Linked DNA regions of Mus musculus: regions 2, 3, 4 and 5 are each linked to region 1. Evidence: chromatin contacts called from public HiCAR-type, Micro-C and promoter capture Hi-C data. All regions are on one chromosome and are shown on one strand. The core of a region is the stretch at or near the end of the contact, and the rest is flanking DNA. Distances in the headings are between cores, read along the strand shown. Region 1 holds the start of Ghr (growth hormone receptor). Region 2 holds the start of AW549877 (expressed sequence AW549877). Region 3 holds the start of Fbxo4 (F-box protein 4). Region 4 has its middle 46 kb from the start of Fbxo4. Region 5 holds the start of BC037032 (cDNA Sequence BC037032).

Evidence for each region. Promoter capture Hi-C pulls out the DNA fragments that hold promoters and counts their contacts. Hi-C and Micro-C count contacts between places; a contact is called where the count stands out from the background. HiCAR-type assays count read pairs that join an accessible place to other places.
Region 2: a contact with region 1 is called in a promoter capture Hi-C map of liver. The contact joins the promoter of AW549877 here to the promoter of Ghr in region 1. A contact is called at or near these places in 7 of 39 promoter capture datasets (the 3T3-L1 cell line, cranial neural crest, embryonic stem cells and 3 more), 14 of 484 Hi-C or Micro-C datasets (cardiomyocytes, cortical neurons, embryonic fibroblasts and 7 more), 6 of 115 datasets of contacts at active chromatin or transcription factors (astrocytes, embryonic stem cells, extraembryonic endoderm stem cells and 3 more) and 1 of 9 other capture datasets (adipose tissue).
Region 3: a promoter capture Hi-C map of 3T3-L1-derived adipocytes shows a contact between it and region 1, with 5 times the contacts expected there. The contact joins the promoter of Fbxo4 here to the promoter of Ghr in region 1. A contact is called at or near these places in 13 of 39 promoter capture datasets (the 3T3-L1 cell line, 3T3-L1-derived adipocytes, cranial neural crest and 7 more), 21 of 484 Hi-C or Micro-C datasets (the C2C12 cell line, the HL-1 cell line, adipose-derived mesenchymal stem cells and 11 more), 5 of 115 datasets of contacts at active chromatin or transcription factors (astrocytes, cardiomyocytes, embryonic stem cells and 2 more) and 1 of 9 other capture datasets (adipose tissue).
Region 4: a contact with region 1 is called in a HiCAR-type map of kidney, with 8 times the contacts expected there. The contact joins the enhancer-like site here to the promoter of Ghr in region 1. A contact is called at or near these places in 3 of 39 promoter capture datasets (cranial neural crest and liver) and 3 of 115 datasets of contacts at active chromatin or transcription factors (embryonic stem cells, fibro-adipogenic progenitors and kidney).
Region 5: a contact with region 1 is called in a Micro-C map of embryonic stem cells, with 10 times the contacts expected there. The contact joins the promoter of BC037032 here to the promoter of Ghr in region 1. A contact is called at or near these places in 9 of 39 promoter capture datasets (the 3T3-L1 cell line, 3T3-L1-derived adipocytes, cranial neural crest and 5 more), 13 of 484 Hi-C or Micro-C datasets (the C2C12 cell line, LSK cells, the N1E-115 cell line and 7 more) and 7 of 115 datasets of contacts at active chromatin or transcription factors (astrocytes, cardiomyocytes, embryonic stem cells and 3 more).

Annotation. Positions count from the first base shown.
Region 1 is chr15:3,582,005-3,584,704 of GRCm38.p6, forward strand. It overlaps Ghr (growth hormone receptor), which reads right to left and starts at 1,348. Exons shown (of 11, transcript NM_010284.3): 1 at 996-1,348. RefSeq lists promoters at 1,084-2,557, 1,084-1,268 and a cis regulatory region at 1,404-1,538.
Region 2 is chr15:3,994,385-3,997,169 of GRCm38.p6, forward strand. It overlaps AW549877 (expressed sequence AW549877), which reads right to left and starts at 1,362. Exons shown (of 6, transcript NM_145930.3): 1 at 1,231-1,362. The coding sequence starts at 1,330. It overlaps Gm2093 (predicted gene 2093), which reads left to right and starts at 1,655. Exons shown (of 3, transcript NR_045740.1): 1 at 1,655-1,700.
Region 3 is chr15:3,978,279-3,981,058 of GRCm38.p6, forward strand. Fbxo4 (F-box protein 4) reads right to left here and starts at 1,295. Exons shown (of 7, transcript NM_134099.2): 1 at 964-1,295. The coding sequence starts at 1,146.
Region 4 is chr15:3,932,415-3,935,114 of GRCm38.p6, forward strand. No RefSeq gene overlaps it. Among named protein-coding and RNA genes, the nearest start is that of Fbxo4, 46 kb to the right of the region's middle. Within about 2 kb of position 1,332, at least 1 of the 459 cell types and tissues checked has an H3K27ac peak or open chromatin away from gene starts, as enhancers often do. A contact at or near this core is called in kidney, where this site is marked.
Region 5 is chr15:4,026,113-4,028,812 of GRCm38.p6, forward strand. BC037032 (cDNA Sequence BC037032) reads right to left here and starts at 1,294. Exons shown (of 2, transcript NR_028266.1): 1 at 1-1,294. It overlaps Oxct1 (3-oxoacid CoA transferase 1), which reads left to right and starts at 316. Exons shown (of 17, transcript NM_024188.6): 1 at 316-737. The coding sequence starts at 660.

The sequences.
Region 1 (2,700 bases), core at 98-2,597:
ACGTACTCCCCGGTGCTATATATAAAGTCCTTGCCCAGAAATAGATTTCCCCACGCACCCACAAGCGGATAGTCCCATGTTACAACCACTGCTTGCAGCCAGCTCTCTCCCTCTCTCTCTCCAGACGTGACCCGACTCACCCGCTCAGCTCTCAAGACTCTGCAGTTCTATCAGAACTTTGAGCCTGGTTGATTTCATAACCACGAGTGTGTCCAGCGCCGGGACAGTTTGGCTTGCCACAATTTCCACTCACCCCAGTTCATGGAGGCTCTGGCGTCGGTGACTCTGACTCCAGCTCCTCTGCTTCCAGCTTGCAGCTGCAGCCTGCACAGACTGCGCAAAGGCAGAGCGCTGCGGGGGTCGCGTGCTTCACAACCCACCCTCCGGAGTCCCTCAGGCCATCACACCCAACCAGGAGCTCGCTTCAGACAGCAGCAGCAGCTTCCACAGTCCTTGCTCCAGGTTAGCAGGCTGATGGTGACAAACACACTCGCGAAACTTTTAAGACCAAGAAAACAGTCTTAGGAAGAAACCTCTCCTTGCATCTCACAACCTGGTTGGAGCAGGCTCCAGGCTGGGACAGTTCGCTTGCTGCCCCCCATTCCTTGTCGCCCACATCAACTTTCAGCTTCACTCAGCACCAAGAACAACTTACACACACACACACACACACAGGCGCGCGCGCGCACACACACACACACACACACACACACACACACACACACACTTCTCCAGGACACGGAGGATCGGGTTACACCAACCCATCAGCAGAAAACAACTTTTGAGAAGGGAATACAACCCACTCTAAACTCATCAAAATAAAATAAAATAAAATAAAATAAAATAAAATAAAATAAAATAAAATAAAATAAAATAAAATTATCGGGGCAAATACATAAAAGTGACCCCAATTTTTCACAAGCAGTTGGCATGCCCGGGTCTACTCCCAGGTCTCCTGGCACAATGTGAGGGAAATAAGAACTCCCCTCCAGTACCTCGGAGTTTCGCCTCGGGAGACAGAACGCGGGTTCGTGTCCGCTTGGGGGCTGCTGGAGCCGAGGCCTCAGGCCCGCGTGGACCCAGCCCGGGATCCCCGCGGCTGCCGGGGTTCAGTAACAGCCGTCGCCGCCACCGCCGCTGTAGCAGCCGCCTCTGCCAGTGCCGCCGCTCCCTAGACCGCCTCCTCTTCCCATGGCTGCGCCCTGCTTGGCAGCTCGTGGGTTGTCAGGCTTGGGGAGGAGGAAGGGGGCGGGGTGAAACGGGAAGGGAGGAGGGGAGGGGAGGGGAGAGGAAGAGAGGGGAGGGGTGGGAAAAGGCGGCTGGCGTTCGGCTCTGCGAGGGACCCGCCGCCGCCTCGGGGATCCAGGCTGCCTAGGGGAAGGGCAGCGGGAGCTGAGGGCAGCTAGCTCCGGGGCCGCTGCGGGGAGGCTGAACGCCGCCCCCGCTACTCAGTCCGCAGGGCTGGGATGAAGCTTTCTGGCGAGGAGTTGCGAGTTGGTGCGTGTCGCTCTCAATTGGGCGGCAGGGCTCCTCCTAGAGGAAAATATTGGTAGTTGCGGGAGACTTCCCTCCTCTCCACCCATCGGGTTCCCCCAAAGAAGGCAGTATCTAGAAGTCCTCAAGAACAGGCTGTAAGTTCAAAGAGAGCAGTGCACCTCCTGCAGGTACAGGAAGAAGTAGCCTTGGGAAGTGTGATGAGTCTACTAGGCTTTTTTTTTTTTCCATTTTTTTTATTTTTATTTTTTAAAATATTTTATTACATATTTTCCTCAATTACATTTCCAATGCTATCCCAAAAGTCCCCCATACCCTTCCCCCCCACTTCCCTACCCACCCATTCTCATTTTTTTTTTGGCCCTGGCGTTCCCCTGTATTGGGGCATATACAGTTTGCATGTCCAATGGGCCTCTCTTTCCAGTGATGGCCGACTAGGTCATCTTTTGATACATTTGCAGCTAGAGTCAAGAGCTCCGGGGTACTGGTTAGTTCATAATGTTGTTCCACCGACAGGGTTGTAGATCTCTTTAGCTCCTTGGATACTTTCTCTAGCTCCTCCATTGGGGGCCCTGTGATCCATCCAATAGCTGACTGTGAGCATCCACTTCTTGTAAGACTATGCCGGGGTGTACTAGGCTTTTATCTGTCTAGTTGGTTCCAATTTTCAAACTCCTGCTCACTGGGACATTAAAGACATTCCAATCCGAGAGGTTAAAATAAAAAAAGTGGAGACAAAGTAGGTAATTTACCAAGAATGCATGTTTGTTTGAAGAGAGCTATGTTAGTACGGAACACAGGTCTGCAGGGAAGGCACGAATAAGGTCCAGCCTGAGGTTTGTCCTTGTTTGTGACCTAGAGAAAGACACAGTTTGTCTATCAGACAACAGGCTCTTGCTACCTAGGTCCATTTTGTTGAAAAAAAAAAATTAACCAAGATGGGAGTTGTCAAAGCACTTCTTAAAGTCAGAGTGCTGTGTAAGTATTGTCACGAAGCACCAGACGGCTTCACCACTCTCTTCTCCAGGCATAGAGTACAAAGGTACAAAAGTCCAGCCCCGGGGCTGTCTAGCTGTCTTGTATCTGGTGGAGCAACTGGTCATGTGGTCTTTTTACTGTTTGCTTTGTTCTGACAGCTAGTTGTAAGCTCACTTATCTTTAACCTTCCTAACAGCCTCAGCTTTAAAAAGGACCCCCACCCCCTCT
Region 2 (2,785 bases), core at 112-2,611, 410 kb after region 1:
TCAAGAAAAACATATGACTGTTAAGCTAAGGGACCAATTTCCGATGTCTATTGATTTTGATGTATGAAAAAGGGCCAAGTATAATTCAAATACATATAATCTGGTGTTAAGTAAGCCCTGTTAGTAATTCTCCAGTAAGATTAACGTCAATGTTGCCTAGTAGATTGTAAAGCAGATAGCTACAGTTATGATTTTAGTAAATTTTCAGATGTATAAACAAAGCCTCCAAACAAGGCCATGGAACACTGAACCTCCTTTCCAGGCCTCCTTTCACAATGGATCATAGAATTCTTTCATAAGAAAATATGAATTACTGTTAGGCTCAGTAATAAGTAAGTAAGACTACCTGAGCTCTGGCTGACACATGACCCAGGGAGGTAACAGTGACTACAAATTCTATGTTCCGCTTGCCACAAACCAAAAGATAAAAAGCCTCAGTGTGGTCATATGTGCTTCATTTAATTATAGAACTGATTCCGTAAATACACCAACTAGTCAATCACCTGGGAGAAATGTTTCATTTCGGTCATCGTATGACTCTAATCACAAGAATTTTAAAGCTCATGGATGGTAAAGGCTCAACATTCAAAAAACAAAAAAAGATTACTGTCGAACCAATTGGCAACTGAGAATTTATAAAAAGCAAACCGAGTCTGATGTCAAAAGAATGACGTATTTCCTAACCTATTTTCCCTTCTAAGAAAATACCTAAGGACTAAAATGGGGCGGGGGGGGGAGCATTAAAATTACACCATAACTGTGTACAATATGTATTTACAGCTGAATTTTGAATTGAAAACAAAGTGGAAATTTACAAGGCAGTAATGAAAAAGTGAACTGTCATGCATGTCTCTCTGAATGCAAAAAAAAAAAAAAAAAAAAAAAAAAAAAAAACAACAAAAAAACATACTGTTCATTTTCTGGGCAGTATGAACATTCCGGAGAAAGTCCGTGTGTACTTTTATTTAAAGTCTACCCTTCTCGCAGATTCGACACCACACATCTGGTCGGATGTAAACAAAAAGGATTTCAAGGAACGTAGAAAACGCTGCATGGGTAACAGGACATCTGAGGAGAGGGCAGATGACTGCCCAATGGGGACCAAGCTCAGCAGTGCCAGCACCAGGGACCCCGCCTCGGACCGAAGGCCGCGCCTTCTGGCCACCGAGCGCAGCGGTCCCCTCGCATCTCACCACCGTCCGCCCACTTCCCTCTGCGGCGCTCCCTCACCGTCTTCCCCCGCGGCTTCGCTAAGGTGCTGTATGTGAGCCTGAGCCAGGTCCCCGAGCTCTTCCACCCGCCTCACCACACCGGACACCGCGGCCGCCATGGCCAGCTCGGGCGCGCCCGCCCTGTCCACGTGACCACGTGAGCCCCAGATCACCTGACGGCCTGGCTGGCGGAGTGGGGGCGGAGCCCGCCCAGCCGGTGGGCGGAGACATAGGCTCCGGGCTACGACCGCCCCGGCCCGCAAAGGTCGTTCCGGGTATTTAGTTCCTCCCAGTGGCCCTCTCCCTCCCACAATCCCGTGCTGCGAGGGGCCAGTCGATGATGTAAGGGCACACCTCTCTCCCGCCTTCTAATTTCAACCAATCGGAAGCCGACCATGCCCCGAGCTGAGCCAATAGGACATCGACTCTCTCCGCGGGTGCAGGGAGATTGCAGCCGCAGCAGCTGGCTGGAAGAGGGCGGTTTGGAAGGTCTGGAAAGAGGATTTGCAGCGGTTGGCGCTGTAGTGAAGGAGGTGGACTAAAATAAAACTTGATTGTAATGGTGGGGGCGGGGGGTGGTGGGGGAAGGTCAGAAACGGAAGTCTGCGGACGGGTGAGATTCATCCAAGCTGCGAGACCTAGTGTGAGGGCAGACAACTTGGCAGTCCTCAGCCTGCTAGCTGGCATAACGCTTTCCCCGAATCTTCACCCTGGAGCTTGTTTTTACTCCGGATTGATCTTGGCTAGCTCACACTTAAAGTACCTTAAATGTCTTGCGACCTAAACGTGGCAGCGACCTCACTGTCTTAGTTCACCTTGAGACCTTCCTGACAAGTGTTAAGTGTTCTTCCGGGTCTTAATCAGCACTCAAGTGGTCAAATTGCTTTGCATTCCATGAATGCTAATTCTTGCCTATGGCCACGGAAATCTAATGCTGTTTTGGCTTTTTGTTTGTTCGTTTGTTTCCCCCGGTTTGGCACAATATATTTTGAATAACTCTACCCTTCATCTTAATTTTAAGGTTTTTGTTGTAGCCTGGTAGAAAATATTTAAACTATGAAAATAGTAATGTGATCGTTTAAGAGTGACTAACCACAGTCACTTTTCTGCAAGTGGCCATGATGACCAGTTTTTTTCTCCTGTCATTTTACTCTAAATGCACAGAGCAAAAAACACGTGCTCTGTGTCTTCGGTACTTGTGTAATGCCCTTACGTACTTGGGAAAATGGTTTTTAATAGAAAACAATAATCAACAACAAATCCTTATGATACTTTATAATGAAGAATCTGAAGGCCAGAAAAATTGCATTCTATAATCAAGGTGAACTACAGAATTCAAACTCTTATGCTAGAGTGTTGACTTACTCTGTAATCCCAGAACTTGAGAAGCTAAGGCTGGAGGGGATGCTGGCAGTTCTAGAGCAGCCAGTACATACTGAGACCCAGTTTACAAACAAGCAAGCATCCCACAGAAATTAAGGACCCATATTCTAACATGCCAAACTGCACTAAATAACATTTCCAGGCACAAGCTGGAGAGATCATTGCTGGCAACCACATGGCCACTCCCAACT
Region 3 (2,780 bases), core at 45-2,544, 400 kb after region 1:
ACCAGTTACTAATTTGTTCTTCAAAAATAAATGAGTGTCAAGTGGAGATTTTTTTCAAGCTGGAGAGATGGCTCAGAGGTTAAGAGCACTGGCTGCTCTTCCAGAGGTCCTGAGTTCTATTCCCAGCAACCACATGGTGGCTCACAACCATCTGTAATTTGGATCCAGTGCCCTCTTCTGGTGTGTCAGTGACAGTGTACTCACATATACATAAAATAAATAAATAAATAAATCTAAAAAAACAAAGTGGCGGTTTTTCTGATTTTATCACTAGATCAAATGAAAGCATGTGAACCTGTCATTTGAATTTCTCTCTATAGAGTATTAATCAGGTTCCGAGGACACCTGAGAGAAGCTTGGAGGTAACCTAAGCCTGTGGCTTTCATTTAGAGTGAATGTCAGTGGGATGTACTAATAACCCAACTGAGATAAAGGAATTGTCATCAACAATGTATAATCTATTTATTTATTTATTTATTTATTTATTTATTTATTTATTTTATCTTTCTCTGAAACTTTAAATTGCATGCATCCTCTTTGCAGCCTGACCTAACTTGAGGTACTTGTAACTTTACTGGTTTCAATTATGTGGCAGTTTTGTTGCTTTGGATATGTCAGAGTTGCTTGCTCTAGGCGACCCCCCCCCCCCCCTAACTGGAATACATTGACTAGGGATTAAAATGTGCAGAAGAAAGACACTGGAATGCCTTCCAAGCTAACCCACTTCCTTCATCAGATTTCCAGACATCCAAATAGGATGACTGACAACCTGTGGGTGATCTCGCTGGTCATTAGTGAGTGTTGTAGTGCGACCTTGGTTGGCAGGGGGATACCAAGAGTTACCATCAAGGCAATCCTGGCCACTTCACTTCCAGGCGAGCACACACCCGGAAGTGGCTGCCCTGCCGGCCCAGGCCCCCGGCCTGCGGCGGTCTCTGTGCGCGGCCTGCGGCCTCGGCTCACCGGCAGCCGCGTCAGCGCGCTCGTCTCCTCCGCCGCCTCCTTCCGGGAGGCCGTCGGCGTCGCCCGCTCCTTGGCCACCGAATACCAGAAGGTCCTCCAGCCGCTCAGGATGGCTGCCTCCAGGCGGCCCCAGTCGCTGGCGGGCGGCGGGGAGCCGGCTCCGCGGGGCTCGCTTCCAGCCATGGTCGCAGGCTCCGCGCGACACCGCGGGGCGCACGGGCTCCCCAGCCGCTCGGCCTCCGCCTCCGCCCCGCTGGTACGACCCGGGCTGGTCGGTTGGGCAGGGCTCCAGGCCGAGGTGGCCCGGAATGACTCACCCCGTTAGCCCAAACCCTCCCACACTACACATCCTCCGGGTCCCTCCCTGCCTCTGTGCGTCACCACAAGGACCTGGGAGCTAGGGCTTGTTGAACAGCCACCCTTTTTCTGAAATCTTGCTTCCCCTTAAGCGTTAGATATTAAGTAGGCTGTATGTGTGCTTCTGTGTTTTGGAATCAGCAATCTACCACTTGGAGTTGAGCAAAAACTGAGCCCGTGGAGGCTATCAGGAGCCTTATGTGTTATTAAAGATAACCTTGGCTGACTAGAACATCGTGCTGTGGAGAAACTATTGTAGATGGGAAGCCAAAACTGCCTCAAGCGTAGCTCTTTTAATATTAACTTCAATCTGGTTTTGGTCTAACCTCATGAGGTTGGGTGAAACTTGTAAGCTTTGCTTAAAATTTTATTTAACTACATGTATGTGGATATATGCATGAGCACTCAGGTTCCAGCAGAGGCCACAGGCATCACAAACCCTGGAACTGGAAACCACACCCTTGAGAGCCACCTACTCAGGCCCTCTGAAAGAACAGTACATTCTTATAACTGCTGAACCATCTCTCAAACACCTGCCCCCTTTACCGATTTTAAAGTAAATAATGTTGTAACATCTGAAAGCCAGGCAAGATGTAGCCAATTTTATCTAGGCTGTGTACATAATGCCCTCATCAGCGTAGGTGGTATATGTATTTGATGTATGGTCTTTGTTTTGTGGCTATAATAGTTCTTGCAACTGCTTCCACAACTTGGTGTGCCAACCTGAATCCAATCTCTGGCCATGGCCACTCACATTTTGCTTGCATTTACTTCCTCAAACTCCATTATTAGGTATTTTCTACCAAAATGGTGAGTTTAAGCCCACGACAAAAATGTACATACACTAAAAAATTGTTCAATCAATGATCTATCATAAAAGGTCAGAAGAAAATTTGATAGGAAAGAAAAGCCTGGATGTGGTACTATTAAAAGCCATTAGTGAATTTTTAATCTTCCAAAAGTGATGTCTATTCTAGTAACTTTAATCATAATCAAAAAGAAATTTAAGAAATGAGAGGTAGGCTATATAACAAAATATTATATAGCACTGGATATAGTTTTAGGAAAGACACAAATACCTATTTGGTAGCAGGTTATCAGTCTCTTTAAAGTAGATTACCTCACTTAATCTAATCCCCAAACCCATTCCACATCTAGACTTCATCACGGGAATACTTCGGATTTAGTAGTCACGTGTTAAATTCTTTAAAATCTTTTAGAATAATCTAGTAAGGATCACCACGTTATAACCTGAGGTGTAAACCTTGTTCTGGAGAACATGGAAGATGGGCGGAGCCCACATAATCTATCTCAAAATCACTGTCAACCTTTAACCACTTACTATTCCAAGATGGTTTGTTTGTGTTTTGCTTTGTTTTTTGTTTTTTGGGAAAACAGTTAAATTTTATCATCTATATACAACTGGTTTAATATCAATTGTCAAAACATTCTACATCTAG
Region 4 (2,700 bases), core at 82-2,581, 350 kb after region 1:
GGAACATTAGGGAAGAGGGGGCAGAAAAATTATAAAAGTCAGCAGAACAAAAAATCTATTAAGAGACTACAGCTCCTGGAAATGTCAAAAGCTATACCCATGAAGTCTCAACATGACTGCCGAAACAAGAACTGAACAAGAATGACGGCAACAGACATGATAAAATGAAAGAGAGACATTTTGAAGGGCCCCAACCCTAGGCAAAGAACTACAAGTTACTACAGAATGTTAAGAGCGGGGGAAAATAGTTTTCTGCAAGGGAAAAATTCCTCATTTATCCAAGTGGTGAATCCTGAAATAGTATATATACAAGTAATATTGTTAGAGCCTAGGTAACATATTAAGGCATAGATGGAATGTTAAGGCCTAAGTAAAATATTAAGGTTTAGGTAAAATATTAAGTTCTAGATGGAATGTTAAGGCTTAGGTAAAATATTAAGGCCTAGATGGAATGTTAAGGCCTAGGTAAAATATTAAGGCCTAGATGGAATGTTAAGGCCTAGGTAAAATATTAAGGCCTGGGTAAAATATTAAGGCCTACATGGAATGTTAAGGCCTAGGTAAAATATTAAGGCCTGGGTAAAATATTAAGGCCTACATGGAATGTTAAGGCCTAGGTAAAATATTAAGGCCTGGGTAAAATATTAAGGCCTACATGGAATGTTAAGGCCTAGGTAAAATATTAAGGCCTGGGTAAAATATTAAGGCCTACATGGAATGTTAAGGCCTAGGAAAAATACCAAGGCCTAGGTAGCAGTAACCTGGCTAGCCTGCCATTATTAAAAAACTTTTTCATATATGTCTGCTGTTACTAGGAAACTTTTCTAATGCTAAGATTGATTACATATTCGGTTATATTCTATGCTTTTCAAAACCAATCACAATAGAAGTCAGTAGAACTATTCCGTATAGTTGCCCACAATAAGCTTGGACCTGAACCAACCACCCAGCAGCACTTCCTGTACCTGTGGATAAGTTTTTATGGTATTTGCTTTTAAAAACTGTCCCTTAAGTTCCCAAGACCTCCTTGGGAACTGACATCCCACTTGGCAGAAAGAGACATGTACATGGGTAACTGTCATCCTGGGCGGCAAGTTAAATGTAGATGCTAGACAAGTCCCATCCTGGTAGACAACTTAGAACTCACCACAGTTAAGTACCCCAACCAATGGAAACAGGATAAATGTGCAACAAATATTCCTAAGCAAGTCCCCCACCCCCAAAATCCTGAGTGGTAAATAATTTGCCACAGATGTTTGTGGATTTAAAAACCCTGTAGGATCTTAACTCAGGGTCATGAGTCAGTTCCTGAATCTGGACCATAGCCCTGGTCGACCAGTCCTGAGGTGTATGCTCAATAAACTGTCCTTGTCTGACTGAAATCAGGGTTCGTGTGGTTTGTGAGGCGATTTCTGGACCCCAACAACATTATATAGATTGAGAATACTGTATTTATGTATTTGAGAGAGGAAAAAAATAATTAAAGAAAAAGACTAGACTAGAGGCCATGAGTCTAAAAGAGGGGTTGAAGAGAGAAAAAGGAAGGAGAAATTATGTAATTAAATTTTAATTTTTTAAAAAGAAAAAGAACTAAATATTCTGAAATTTGTACCTCAGACTGTTCAGATTAGATTTTGTTAGTATGATTGGTGAAATTCTATATTTCCAATCTAGTTCTGCTGGTGACAATTTTTAATTTTTGCACACTTGCTTTCCTATAAAACTTTTCTGGAGTTACCTAATTTCTGTCTGCATTTGCAAACCAACATTGATTTCAATTTTTTAAAAATATGGACACCCTAATCCTAAATTGGCAAAAAAAAAAAAAAACAACAACAACAACAACAAAAGTGAAGTACTAGACGATATATATACATGGTCTCCTGAGTTGTTATAGATACTGTGTTCTCATCCCTGGAATAGCCATAGAGCTGGGGTGTTTGCTCCCAAGTAGTTAAGAGTAGGAGAAAATTTTAATCCTGTTTTTTTTCCCTGTTTTTATTCTGGAATGTGAAAAAAATCATTACACAAGAAAGCAATAATCCCCATGGTTATTCAACAAAATCCCTAATTCCTCTAAATGTTATCATGAATGCATACTGGAGTCTTTTTCTGAACCTTCCCAGTCACTTATTAGTAAGTATTTAGTACTCATATTATTGTAATATTTTGGTAAAGAGACGGCTGTGGTGGTGGGTTTGAAGCTAGAAAGACTTTGTGAAAGCTATTACTACTATTTTTACATACCTACAATCCTTATCAATAAGAAAAGATAAACTTAATTAAAGGCACACATGGGGAGACAGAGAGAGAGAGAGAGAGAGAGAGAGAGAGAGAGAGAGCGAGCATGGTATAGTTTCATTATCACTGGATAATACCACCCCCAATGATTTAAAGTTCTGGTTATAGAGAAATATAGTAAACAAGAACCAAGGACATCTGTGAACCTGCTGCAGTAACGTTTAGTTCAGAAAACATTTACATTCACACATTTCTAATTTTGCATTCAGTAATGCACTGGCAATAGTTTAAAATTCAACCACAGATGTTGCCAAATACTATAGATCTATACCCTTTGTCCTCTCAGGAGATGATATTTCTAGCACACCATTAGTTAAACTATATATTTATCACAGTATTTAAGAACTAAGCGTGATAGATACTAAGAACAGGAAGATAAGATTAAAAGATATGACTAAA
Region 5 (2,700 bases), core at 44-2,543, 440 kb after region 1:
CTTGTCCCTCTGTCGGTTAAGCAGGTCATGTCTCATGAGGGTCAGTCAGCACGCTGCTGGGTTTCAGAGGAAACTAAGGGCAAAACCAGACTTGAAGAGAGTTGTGGGTGTTGGGGTTGAGAAATGTTGGAAAGGTGAGCTGTCTAGATCTGGAAGGAGATCTTTATCAGTGACCCTTTGTACCTGTACTCATTCCAGAGGGCGATTTGGAAAAGTAACACGTTCAGTAAGAGACCCTCCAGGCCCTTGGCAACCCGAAACCCTGGTTGATGCCAAGCCTTGCGCGAGGGGAAGGCAGGCTCTAGCGCCCCCTCCAGCCTGAGTGCAGCGCCCGCCGCTGCGGGTGTGCCCGCAGATGAGCTGGAGCCCAGCACCTCCGGCCCCGGCACAACCCGCGGGGCTCGTCCTAGCTGTGCAGCCTTTCCATTCCTAGCCGTGAGCCCCTCCCTGTCTCGCTTCTTGACAAGCCAGCAGGCAGCAAGGGGCGGCACCGCTCTGAGGTCCCGAGGACGTCACTGACGCGCGGTCGAGCCTCCAGCCCGCCCTACCGCTCGCCTTGCCTTCTCTCTTCTTAGCCGGTGACGCCGCCGCGGCCCCGGGCAACCAGCACTCGCACGCACTCCCGCGCGCGCCACCGTCTCCCGCACCCGGGGCCGAAGATGGCGGCTCTCAAACTCCTGTCCTCTGGGCTTCGGCTCGGCGCCTCAGCCCGCAGCTCGCGGGGCGCCCTGCATAAGGTAAATTGAAGGTGCAGGGGGGCAAGAGGAAGGCCACGCGCGGACGAGCTGCGAGCGGCGCGCGCGTTCTTTGCCCTGCCCATCTCCACCGCCTCTGGTCGGGGATCTGGCATCTGCAGCGCCGTGCCCGGGGGTTGGGGGTGGGGGCTTGGAGACGCTCGGGTTTCAGGGTAGCCCCGCCGCCGCTTGTCTGTCTGTCTGTCTGTCTGTCTGTCTTTGCTTCTCCATCCACTTCCCCGCTGTGCTTGCAGCGGTGGAGAAGCGGTCGAGGCTCTGTGTACCAAAGCCACGCAGCAACGCCTTAGAGACAGACTGTCGGCGTCCAGGGACTCGCGTCCCCATCTCCCGCCACTCCTACAGACTCCAGGCTCCAGGCCGACGCCCTTGGGAAGGGGGTCCCCGGGGCCGTCGCCCTAGGTAAGGGCCGGTTGGAGGAGAGGAGCGGAGAAGGGCGGCGCGCTGAGGCTTGCGCCCCACCTGAGGGAGCTGCTGGCGCCGGCTGAGGCCCAGAACCCCGGGCCGGGTTAACCGCTGCTGGCTCAAGTTCACCGCCAAGTGGGCGGATGCTGTGCGCTGCGGAGGCGGACTGCCGCTCCCCATCCTCCCCTTCCCTATATGGCGGTAGAAAGGGGAACCCGGACTGGAGCTCTTGTCACGGGGCGATTTAGCCTGCCAAGCGTTTGGAAGCAGAAGGAGGGCTGGCGGCGCTCCGCTGCAGTTTGCAAACGCCTCGGTCCTTTATTTTGAATTCCTCTCCGTCCCCTCCGGGTTAGAGACTTGCAATGTTCAAAGACCGTAAAAAAACAAAAATCAAAAACAAAAACAAAAAAACCCAAACACCTTGACCCACAGAATGGTATCCTGAGTCGCCCTCCTAGCAGACTAGCTGGTGGTGGATATTTTTGCTTATACATTGTAGAGGGTCTAGCCTCTAAGCACACATTCGGGTTGGATTTGAGTATGGGACCAAGGAACTGAGTGCTGGAGGAGGGTGGGGAGGAGGGTGGATTCACCTTGGAGTGTTCAGTTTGCTCAGGAGCCTCTTCCCGAACCTGCAAAGTTTTCTTTGAAGAGGTTTCAAATTGCAGTCCTGAACTTAAGAAGAGTGCATCACGCAGGGCATTTACTTGCACTGTGTGCTCTTGAACTCCTTCCCCTGTTGCTCATTTCCTTGCCTTCAATCTCTGAGTGTTGAGAATCTAAAGATGTCATCACAGGACTCCCTCGTGTGCTAGGGAATGGTTCAGAACTGAGTCATTGCGTTGTTAAATTCCTCAAAGGAGGCATTTGGGTAATTGCATGCAAATTTGGATGCACTTAACCACCAGCCAACCTGCTGCAAGTGATGGAGCAGATGCAAAAAACCAGGACACAGGGATGTCCTTGGGCCAAGGTCAAAAACTTTCTTTTGACAGTGCATGTTTGTCTAAGTTTAAATTATTCACCTCTAGTCTACCCCACTTTCAATATAATCATTAAACCATTTCTCAAGCCAGCAAACCTCTAGGTGGATGAGCTGTAATTATGGGTTAGTAAAAAGTTCATGGCCCAGTTCAAAGTTAGGCTTCTCAGGAATGAGGAAAGAAGGTGCAGCTCCTGCTCTCTGGGGTGTTCTGCCCGCTTATGCATTGGTTGGCCTTACTGGCTGCTTGCTTAGCGCGTAAGTCATCCGCCTCTGCTGAATTGTAATACCCCTGTGCTGAATTGTAATACCCCTGTGCTGAATTGTAATACCCCTGTGTTCGTTTCACTGGGACCACGGTATACCTCAGTCCTTTGCCTCCCTCAACACTGCAGACTGCTCTGCCAAGAATACTCATTTTAGTACACACCTGAGAGAACCTGGTGGATACCTTCAGTAACCTTGAATACTTTCTGGCTAAATGTAGCCAACAGGTAAACTGAGATAGATATTTAAAAAATGCTTTTATGCTTTTGTTTTGGGAGACAGGATCTTGCTATG